3 separate regions of the Mus musculus genome follow, and regions 2 and 3 are each linked to region 1. Evidence: chromatin contacts called from public HiChIP or PLAC-seq and promoter capture Hi-C data. All regions are on one chromosome and are shown on one strand. Each heading gives the region's core, a stretch centred on a gene start, on an enhancer-like site or on the middle of the called end of the contact. The rest is flanking DNA. Distances are from core to core; before and after follow the strand shown. Region 1 holds the start of Fam171a1 (family with sequence similarity 171, member A1). Region 2 overlaps Frmd4a (FERM domain containing 4A). Region 3 overlaps Frmd4a (FERM domain containing 4A).

What was found. Promoter capture Hi-C pulls out the DNA fragments that hold promoters and counts their contacts. HiChIP or PLAC-seq counts read pairs in DNA pulled down with a chosen protein or histone mark.
Region 2: a contact with region 1 is called in a promoter capture Hi-C map of the HPC-7 cell line, with 3 times the contacts expected there. The contact joins the enhancer-like site here to the promoter of Fam171a1 in region 1. A contact is called at or near these places in 2 of 39 promoter capture datasets (the HPC-7 cell line and embryonic stem cells) and 1 of 484 Hi-C or Micro-C datasets (B cells).
Region 3: a contact with region 1 is called in an HNF4G HiChIP or PLAC-seq map of pancreatic cancer cells. The contact joins the enhancer-like site here to the promoter of Fam171a1 in region 1. A contact is called at or near these places in 3 of 39 promoter capture datasets (the 3T3-L1 cell line, liver and pre-B cells), 1 of 484 Hi-C or Micro-C datasets (pre-B cells) and 1 of 115 datasets of contacts at active chromatin or transcription factors (pancreatic cancer cells).

Annotation. Positions count from the first base shown.
Region 1 is chr2:3,116,754-3,119,783 of GRCm38.p6, reverse strand. Fam171a1 (family with sequence similarity 171, member A1) reads right to left here and starts at 1,402. Exons shown (of 8, transcript NM_001081161.2): 1 at 1,132-1,402. The coding sequence starts at 1,228.
Region 2 is chr2:4,498,395-4,501,424 of GRCm38.p6, reverse strand. The region is part of intron 5 of Frmd4a (FERM domain containing 4A); the gene reads right to left. All of the region lies in intron 3 of Gm39751 (a long non-coding RNA gene), which reads left to right. Among named protein-coding and RNA genes, the nearest start is that of Gm39751, 14 kb to the left of the region's middle. Within about 2 kb of position 1,579, at least 34 of the 459 cell types and tissues checked have an H3K27ac peak or open chromatin away from gene starts, as enhancers often do. A contact at or near this core is called in the HPC-7 cell line, where this site is marked.
Region 3 is chr2:4,478,792-4,481,821 of GRCm38.p6, reverse strand. The region is part of intron 3 of Frmd4a (FERM domain containing 4A); the gene reads right to left. All of the region lies in intron 3 of Gm39751 (a long non-coding RNA gene), which reads left to right. Among named protein-coding and RNA genes, the nearest start is that of Gm39751, 33 kb to the left of the region's middle. Within about 2 kb of position 1,446, at least 57 of the 459 cell types and tissues checked have an H3K27ac peak or open chromatin away from gene starts, as enhancers often do. A contact at or near this core is called in pancreatic cancer cells, where this site is marked.

The DNA.
Region 1 (3,030 bases), core at 153-2,652:
GGATGAGGCTGGGCCCTGTGATAGGATACTGGGATGGGGCACTCCTTCATGTGTGTAGGGCTAACTTAGCAGGGCACACCTTTCTGTCAAGAATCTTGCCAAGGGTCTGAGTGCCTGCAGGAGCTCACATAAGACCAGTGAAGGCCCCTCCCTAACCAAGTTTACCCTGGGCAGGAGATGCCCTGGCTGAATTAACACATGCTCATCGGTTGGCTTTAGTCGCTCCTCAGAAAAAGGCAACAGAGAAGCACTAGACTTTGTCTTGACAAAATCATGTCAAGAAAGCTCCAGGATTGTTCTCAAATAGATTCAGATAAAAAAAAAAAAAAAAAAAAAAAAGCGTGTGGCCATTCTTGGTGGCCATTCTTGTACAGATGGGAAGCAGATTTATAAGAGGCCAAAGATTAAACAAAAGGCAGGAGCTGGCGACAGACAGACATGGAAATGGTTTTAAGTGATTAGGGTTTCCTAGTTCCAGTTTTCTCTCTTCTCAAGATGATCCCTGTGGCTGCTCAACAAATCCCTAAAGGTCTGAGAATCACGTAGAATAAGGGGGTCGGGAGAGAAGATACCAAAACTTTCCTAAACTGCGGCGGCAGACCTGGGGTCGCCAGGGCGCAAGGGGCACCCTGGGGCGGCGGCCGCCCCCTCCCCGCCACAACAAAAGGGCCGGGCACAGCCCTTGCGCTGGAACTCCAGGACCAGAGCTCCAGGGATCCCAAAGAGGGAAGGGGGGGGGGGGGAGTGGGGGAGAACCAGCCACCCAGGTCTATCCCTCCCGCGGCGGGGGAGTTGGGGGGGGGGGGGCAATGGAGCCGTGTGTCCGAATCATGCATAAAAGAAAGCACCTTGGATATAAGCCGAAGAGTCACCAGCGGCTGCCTCCTGGGTGGCAGAGCAGCTGGTGCCACCCAGATCCCCGGGGAGCATATGCGCCGCGGGCCCAGCGTGTTCCCCGGGCGGAGCCGCCCCCCCGGGTATCGCGACGTGGGGGACTGCAGGACCGCGATGCAGGTCGTGCTGCTTGGGCCTCCGCCACAATGCGGCCGGGGTCCAGCCGCCACCGCGGCCGCGCCAGGCCCGGGCGCGACACAAAAGCGTCCCCCTCCAGCCCCGCCACCGCCCACCGACCTTGGGCTCCCGCGCCGGGCTCCTGCAGCGTCTTGGTGACTGCCTTCCAAACGTGGCAGCCGAGCAGGCAGAGCAGCAGCGCAGCGGACTTGCTCATCTCCGCGCCACGGGCGCCGCGGGCCTCTCGGGCTCGCCACGCTCGGTCACGGGCGGCCGGGCGCCGCGCCTCCCTCCATGGCGCTGTGGCTCCGCGCGCCCGGCCAGCCGCCCGATTGGCCGGGGCCCCGCAGCCGGCCGCTCCCTCCTCCGAGCCCCGCGCCCGGCTTCCCCAGACCGCCGCGGCCGCTCCGCCGGCGCCTTAACCCCTTCCTGCCCCGCCCCACGCCCGCGGGAGCGCACGGGCCCTGGGTCCGTGGTGCCACCTGGCGGCCGCCGCTCTGCGGGAGTCCCAGGCGCCTCCAAACCCCTGGCTATTCCTGCAGAGAGGAGGCCTTCGACGTCACGCTGGGTTACCTAAGGGTCCGCAGGAAGCATTTGAGTCTAGGGTGTGACCTCTCATCCTGAAGCTGTCCAAGCCACTATCCTCTGACTTCCCCCAGGGTAGATTTGACAGCCAGACTTATAGGTCAAGTGTAACAATACCTAAGGCTGGCTGCAGGAGGCCCAACACCACCTCCTTGTATAGCATTGGAAGGGAAGGGTAAGGAGGTTTTCAGTGATAAGAGGCCCTGGGTGATTTCTCCCCATCCCCACCTCTATTTATTAAAGAAAAAAAATCCAATGGCATGTTAAAACACAACAGCAAAGACTATGCAGGAGCATTGCAATGGGGACGGTTAACAATGGAATTTTATAGCAGGGGAGATAGATTTTGCTCAACTTGGGACTCAGCAGAGACAAACAACCATTTATAACGAAGGAGCTGTGAGTGTGTGTGCGTGCGCGCGTGTCCTATGTTGAAAATTACCAAGATGAAGCACTGGGGATAGGGCTCTAGCTAAAGTTACCTAGGAAGATTCTTACTGAAGGCAGGTCAGGAGTGAAGCACGGCCACTCTGGCCAGATATCTAACGTGTTTAGATATCCAGGATGGACAAGCAGGCTTGCTATTTTACAAGAAGTGGACAGGTAGACCCAGGAGATGGGAAGCCTAGTATCTGAGAGAAACTTTGTCACAACCTACATGGTTTGGCATAGTGTTATATGCTTGTGATTCCAGTACTCAAGAGGCTCTCACATCCAAGGTTAGGCTGAGACACAGTGAGACCCTGTCTAAGCACAACAAAGAAAGAGACATTCTATTTTCATAGGAGAACATGGAAGCTAGAGAAAGCTAAGGAACCTGATCCCAAGCACACAGCTGGGCTGTGGTTGGGGTGGCTAGTTTGATTAGCCAACTTGAATCTAGAATCACCTGGAAAGGAAGGATCAAGGGTTGGGGTGGAGTGAGGGGAGAGTAGACTAGGTTGACCCATGGCAGAGGGTATCAACTTGTGGGTCATGCATGACCCCTTTGAGGATTGAACAAACCTTTCACAGGGAACACTCAAGACCATTGGAGATTCTACATTATGATTCATAATTAGCAAAATGACAATTATGAAGTAGCAATGAAAATATTGTTATGGTTAGGGGTCACCACAACCTGAGGAACTGTATTAAGGGGTCACAACATTAGAAAGGTTGAGAACCACTGGCTTATGACCATGCCTGTAGGAGACTATTTTAATTGTGTTAGTTGAGGTAGCAAGATCTGCCCACTGTGGGTGGCACCATTCCCTAGTGTCTGAACTGTGAAAGAGCAGAGAAAGTGAGCTGAGCTCTAGCATGCGTGCCATCCACTGCTCTCTGTCCCTGATTTATGGGTGTGATATGATTGAAAACCTTCGATTTCCTGCCATTGTGGTGACCCTGCTATCATGAACTATAACCTGGAACTGTGAACTCCTTTCCCCATAA
Region 2 (3,030 bases), core at 330-2,829, 1.4 Mb before region 1:
GGGACACACTGATCCCAGTCTCTCTTACAAGGAATTCATGAATGGAGAGGGGACAGATCTGGAAGGTCTGGGACATTTATTTAGAAAGAAAGCGGCAAATAATAGAAGCAGCAGCAACATGACTCTAGAGGGCAGGCCTTGGGTGTGTAGGAGATGGTCACCTTTGCTAATGGGCCTTCAGGAGCCATTTGACCTCCATGGTTTAGGACAGTGTCTGTGCTTGTGTACGTGTGAACAGGGATGGCTGTCGGAGGACACCCTGTGGGAGGTTGGTCCCTGCTTCTGCCATGTGTGTCCTGGGAGGTCAAACTCAGTTTCCAGGTTTGGAGACGAGCACTATGACTGCTGAGCCACCATTGGACCTCTCGTTGCCCCTTAAGCTGTTTCCTATTACTTTAATAATAACAACACACACACACACACACACACACACACACACACACTTTGTGTTGTGTTGGGGATTAAACAGGGCCTCTCACTAGTCACTACACACTCCTAGTTCTGATTAAACCCAGTCCCTGACTTCTTTAAATAATTTTTTAAAAGATGTTTTCTAATTTGTTTTTATTTTGTATATGTGTTTTGTCTGCATGCATCTATATATGGCATGTGAGTACCTGGTGACCAAGGTACATGAGGTCTCCTAAGACAGGAGTTACAGACAACTGTGAGCCACTATGTGGTTGATGGAAACCAAACCTGGGTCCTCTGTAAGAATGACAAGTGTTCTTAACTGCGGAGTCTCCTCTCAGCTGCTCTGCTCAGTATCAAAAATACAACTTAATATTTTAAAATATAAATGGAAGTAGGTCTGCAAAGAGGCATGGTAAATAGCTTATTTTACTTCAACAGCGTAGTTCTAAAACACCGTAGGAGTTGGGTATGGTGGTGCAGGTCTGAAATTCCAGCTCTTCAGGGGGCCAAGGCAGAAAAATTTTAGTTCAAGGATAGCATGGACTATATGGTGAGTTTAAGGCTAGCCTGGATAACTTGGTGTGTTTTTTTTTTTAAAAAAAACAGTAAAAAGAGAGCCCAAGATATAGCTTAGCGGTAGAGTACTCGCCTAAAGCGGGTAAGGCCCTATGCTCAACCTGGAGTCTGCAAAGTGCAAGCAGGCAAGTGCAAAGAAAAACACCGTCAGTCAGGCACCAAAAAAATAGCAAGTGGTCCGATACTGAACTCCTGGTGAAGTCAATATTTATGTGCACATCACCCTGCCTTCTGGGATAATGTCTCAGTGTACAGCTGGGACATGTGGGTGGCACAGAAAATTGTAGCCAAGAAAAGGGTATCGGAATCCAAGTAACTTGATCAAGTGCGTGGCACAGTGCTAAGTGCGTGGCACAGTGCTAAGTGTGTGGCACAGTGCTAAGTCTTAGGAGTTTCCCAGACGTGGGATGGGCTTGCAATGTCGGCGTTTAGTCAAAAAGGAAAAATGAAGCTTGAAGACACTGAGGCAAACATTCATATTTAGTTCATGTCGGCCACAGAAAAACCTAAATATCTACAACCGTGTGGACGTCTGTTTCTGTCCCACGCTGTTGGACATGGCTGATAGGGCACTGCAGTCTGGTCACTCATAGTTCTTACGAACATCAGCCTCCTCCTTGGCAAAATTTCAGAAGGCTCACCATGAACACATAACCCTGTTAGTGAAATCTGTGTGCTTACTAAGGAAAATATTTGGATGACGGAGGTTAAGCAGTGGTCCTGAGATGTTATTCTGTCTACACAAACTTTAGAGGACCATTGCTCCATTCAAAGTCCATCTGGACTTTAAATGAGGCCAGTTTTAGAGGCTGCTTGCACCTGCTCTTGGGAAATCTGTAGTATTTGCTTCTGAGAATTTAATTTTCTTGGTTTCTACAAGCTCAGCAGGTATGAACAAGAGAAACCGAGCAACTCCAGGAAACAGCTTCCTTCCCCTTTATACATGGACACCCAGCAGGAAGTGGTATGAGTGCCCTTTCAAAAGCTCACTGATTTCTAGCCATGTATTTTAGCTCAAGTCTGCCACCTGGTGGACAGTGCTCAGTTTTGTTCTTTATTTCTCTCTCTCTCTCTCTCTCTCTCTCTCTCTCTCTCTCTCTCTCTCTCTCAATCAGGGCTTACCCATTCAATAAAACCAACAAACCCACCAGGTGCTCCTATAGTTTGTAAGGTATCTGGATACTATCATGCTTTCCACTGTATAATAAGAAAATTAAGGATTAGTGGAAGGAAGGAATTTAAAACCTGGATCTACAATTAATGTCTTTTCCCACCAGTCAGCAAGACTTAAAGGACTGTTGTCTGTGTGCTCTGGGTTTGAGCCCAGTCTATGTCCTGGTTCATCAGTTACCACCAAGTGAAGTCTTTCTGCAGAGGGGAACCTGATGTCTACCAGGCCCTCCACCATTCTGAATGGTGGAATTATCCCATGCAATCCAGCAAAGAACTTCCCCAAGAGAAAGCGGCAGTTGCTCCCCATCTCAGCCCACCTGCTTTGAAGTTTGGTGAGCCACTACAGTGCTTCAAAACGGGATCTACTGAAATAGGAAACTCATAAGCCATGAGTTCTCCTTGGAATTTTCCAATAGTATTTAGTGCCCACTTTACCAGAGACATGCTCACATTTGAAGTTCTCTGGGTATACTCTGCAAAGAGAGTGACCTGGCGATTGCAGTTGGGCTCCCCTGAACCAAATGAGTAACTTTCTGCCCGTTAGATATGGAAGTCTCCCTGTGCCTCATCTTCCTCATGGGAGAGCTGTGAGGATCCAGGCCTCTCACATAAAAGTCCAAGCCTGTGCTTCATGTGAGTTTCATAGGATGAATGTATGATGGATAGCTTTAATTGTCAACCTGGCAGAATCTAGAGTCACCTGGGAAGAGAGTCTCAGTGAGGGATTGTCTAGGCTAGGTCTGTGGTCTGTGGATGAGGGTCTTAACTAAGTTAACTGACATGGGAAGGCCCAGTCCACTGTTGGCGGTATCATTCCCTAGACAGGGGCCCCAAACTGTGATATTAGAGGATAGAAAGCTGAGCTGA
Region 3 (3,030 bases), core at 197-2,696, 1.4 Mb before region 1:
TACACATTCATGTGTGTATATTACATGCTAAAAGTTGATGTCCTTCTGGAAGACCTTCTGCTTTATTGAAACAGAGTCAGGGCTGGCTGATTCCAGCTAGTCACGGTAGTCAGCTTCCCCTGTCTCTGCCTCCTAAGGGTGGGGCATAAAGCGAGTCCTCACGCCTGTAGAGCTTTCATTTGGGTTCTGGGGATGTCAATTTTGGTTCTCACGCTGGCTGAGCAAGCACTTGATCCACTGAGCTTTCCCCGCTGCTCTGAGACCCATTTTCTTATAGATTTAGTGACTGTCATCAGGCACAGCCGATGCTCCTGCCCCGGGTATGAGGTCCTCTGGAGGCATCCATCCTGCTCACCCAGTCTAAGAGCCAGGCTCGTCATTCACACTGAGTGCCTTCCCGAGCAGCACCGTCCTTCCTCATCTGTGTGAGCTACACACATCTAAAGTTACGCTCCAACGCATTTCTGGTCACTCGACATAAGGTGCTGTTGTTTGCCGTGGTATGTGACAGTGGAGTGCTCGGCTCAGAGGCTGTCAAGACCACTAAATGTCAAGTTCCCAGAAGCAAGTATGACAGCCCAGGCATGGTAGGCTACAGCCACTCACTCTCTCTGTCTTGCTGTCTAGGAGTTAATGAGCGGAACCCCTGAGCCCAGTTTAAGTAAATTATGTTCCCAGACCTAATGCTGCTGGGTCTCACTCCCAAGATAAGAAATTGCTTTTGAACTCCGATGGTTTTTAAATGCTAGATAAACTTGTGGCTTCAACTAGACTCTTTGTGGATGCCTCAGCCAATGCCATGTGCTCTGTGTAAGAAAGGACATAGAACAGGGAAGGCTAGGGCACACTTTATGAACCAGCATGTGTGGCAGTATGTCACAGGTGAATTGCCAACAAGACATTCATTATTTAGGTAAATTGGACTCCTGGGCCTGTATCAAGCAAGTCAATTAATTGCAACGTAGGCACTAGGAGATGGCTTAATCGATAAAATGCTTGCCACACAAACATCCACATAAGAAGGTAGGTGTGTGGGTACCTCAGAGGAGCTGGCCCTGAGGGTGTGAGAACAGGAGAGCTGGTGGGCTGGCTAGCTCAGCTACCCCCAAGCCCAGATCCATGAGGGTATGAGAACAGGAGAGCTGGTGGGCTGGCCAACTCAGCTACCCACAAGCCCAGATCCATGAGGGTATGAGAACAGGAGAGCTGGTGGGCTGACCAGCTCAGCTACCCCCAAGCCCAGATCCATGAGGGTATGAGAACAGGAGAGCTGGTGGGCTGGCCAACTCAGCTATCCCGAAGCCCAGATCCAGGGCTTTGAGTTGACCCACCCCAACATCTACTCCATCTATGAACTTCTGAAGGGGCTGATCCATGACACAGGGCAATAACAGGATGTCCTGAGAGGAGTCCTGGCGAGGATCCAGTATTGATAGTCATAGAAGTAAGTCAGAGGTCTCGAACCAGACCAGTGACTCACCGCAATGAACAGTCACAAGTGAAGATGTGTGGACAAAGGGTATACTGTGTGACACATGGTGACACACCATGACACTCCGCACTTTTTTTTTTTGTTGTTGAGATTTTGTTTTGTTTTCTTTGGGGGAGGGTTGCAAGGGGGAGGGCAGATATGGAGGAGCACGGGGGGGGGGGGATGAGTAGGACTGAGATGCATGATGTGAAATTCACAAAGAAGTAATAGAAAGTAAAAGGAGAAGGTGGTGGAGGAGCAGGAGCAGGAGGAGGAGCAGGAGGAGGAGCAGGAGGAGGAAGAGGAGGAAATAGGTGTGATGGGCTGCTTTTGAAAGCCCTGTTTTTGGGAGCCTGAAATAGTTGGATCCCTGGGGATTCCTAGCTCTCCATACTTGCCTAACTGGTTAGCTCCAGGCCAATAAGACCTGACTCAAAGGAGATACATACACACATGCACACACATGTGATACAAGAAGCTGAAAGAAATAATCCTCAAGTGACTGCCTTTGTGTTCTTAAACATGACTGTGGTCCCAGAGTGCATGCAATCCCTCTAAAACTTAAGCAAAACTCTTATGTGCAAGCATTTGTGGAAGAGATGGAATGTAAATTCTTAACAAACTTCAAGGGGTCATGTGGTGAAACGATCTGTGTGAACCCCTCATTTTCTTAACTGGCATGTGAAATACATTCTAACTACGTGTGCAATAATGGCTAACGTCTAAACATTCCTAAACAATATGGATATTCAGTTATACCATCTGAGGGGCAATTCATAAAACTGGGGACAGGAGACAAATGTTAGTTGCAATAACAATCATTGCCTCAGCTTGTGGTCTGCCGACTGCTTATTTTGGCTGAAGTTATTTAGTGTTTGGTTTTTAAGAGAGGATCCTTTGTCTTCTACTAGCTGTTAACTTAGATATTAAAATTTGGGAATTAAATTAACACTATAAGTATTTAAGAAATAAAATATAAGGAAAGACTCTCTAAATGGATGCCAGTTGGATAAATGAAAATTTCATTTATGCTATTTGTTTGTTTGGGTTTCTCTTTGTGGTGCTGCACAAGCCCATGGTCCTCAGCACACTAGGAAAGTACTCAAGCTACACAACTGACCTTTGCGCCCACCCCCCCTCCCCCGGTTTTATTCCCTATAGAGAAGGGAAGACTAAATCTGAACTTGGCAGGCCTTGATCCTCAACCTGTTAGAAATGGCCCCCTTAAATTTGTAAATTTTAAATTTACATGCCTTCTCTCCCACAAATGTTTTCATATAAATATTTATTTAAGATTTATTTATTATCAATACTGGATCCTCACTGGGACTCCCCCCAAGATATCCTGCTGCTGCCCTGTGTCGTGGAGATCCTGCAGCTTTGGTTCTGTAGGACTGGGCCCTTCAGAAGTAGCCCCTCTACCATGTTTCAGGAAGGTAGCCTCTGTACAGTGTCTCAGGTCCCTGGGATATGTCCCTTACTGTAAGTTCTAGTGGAATCAGTTGTTCTTAGATCTGGGTCAAGGGAACATAAAGACATTCCCGGCCCTGAAACAGGAC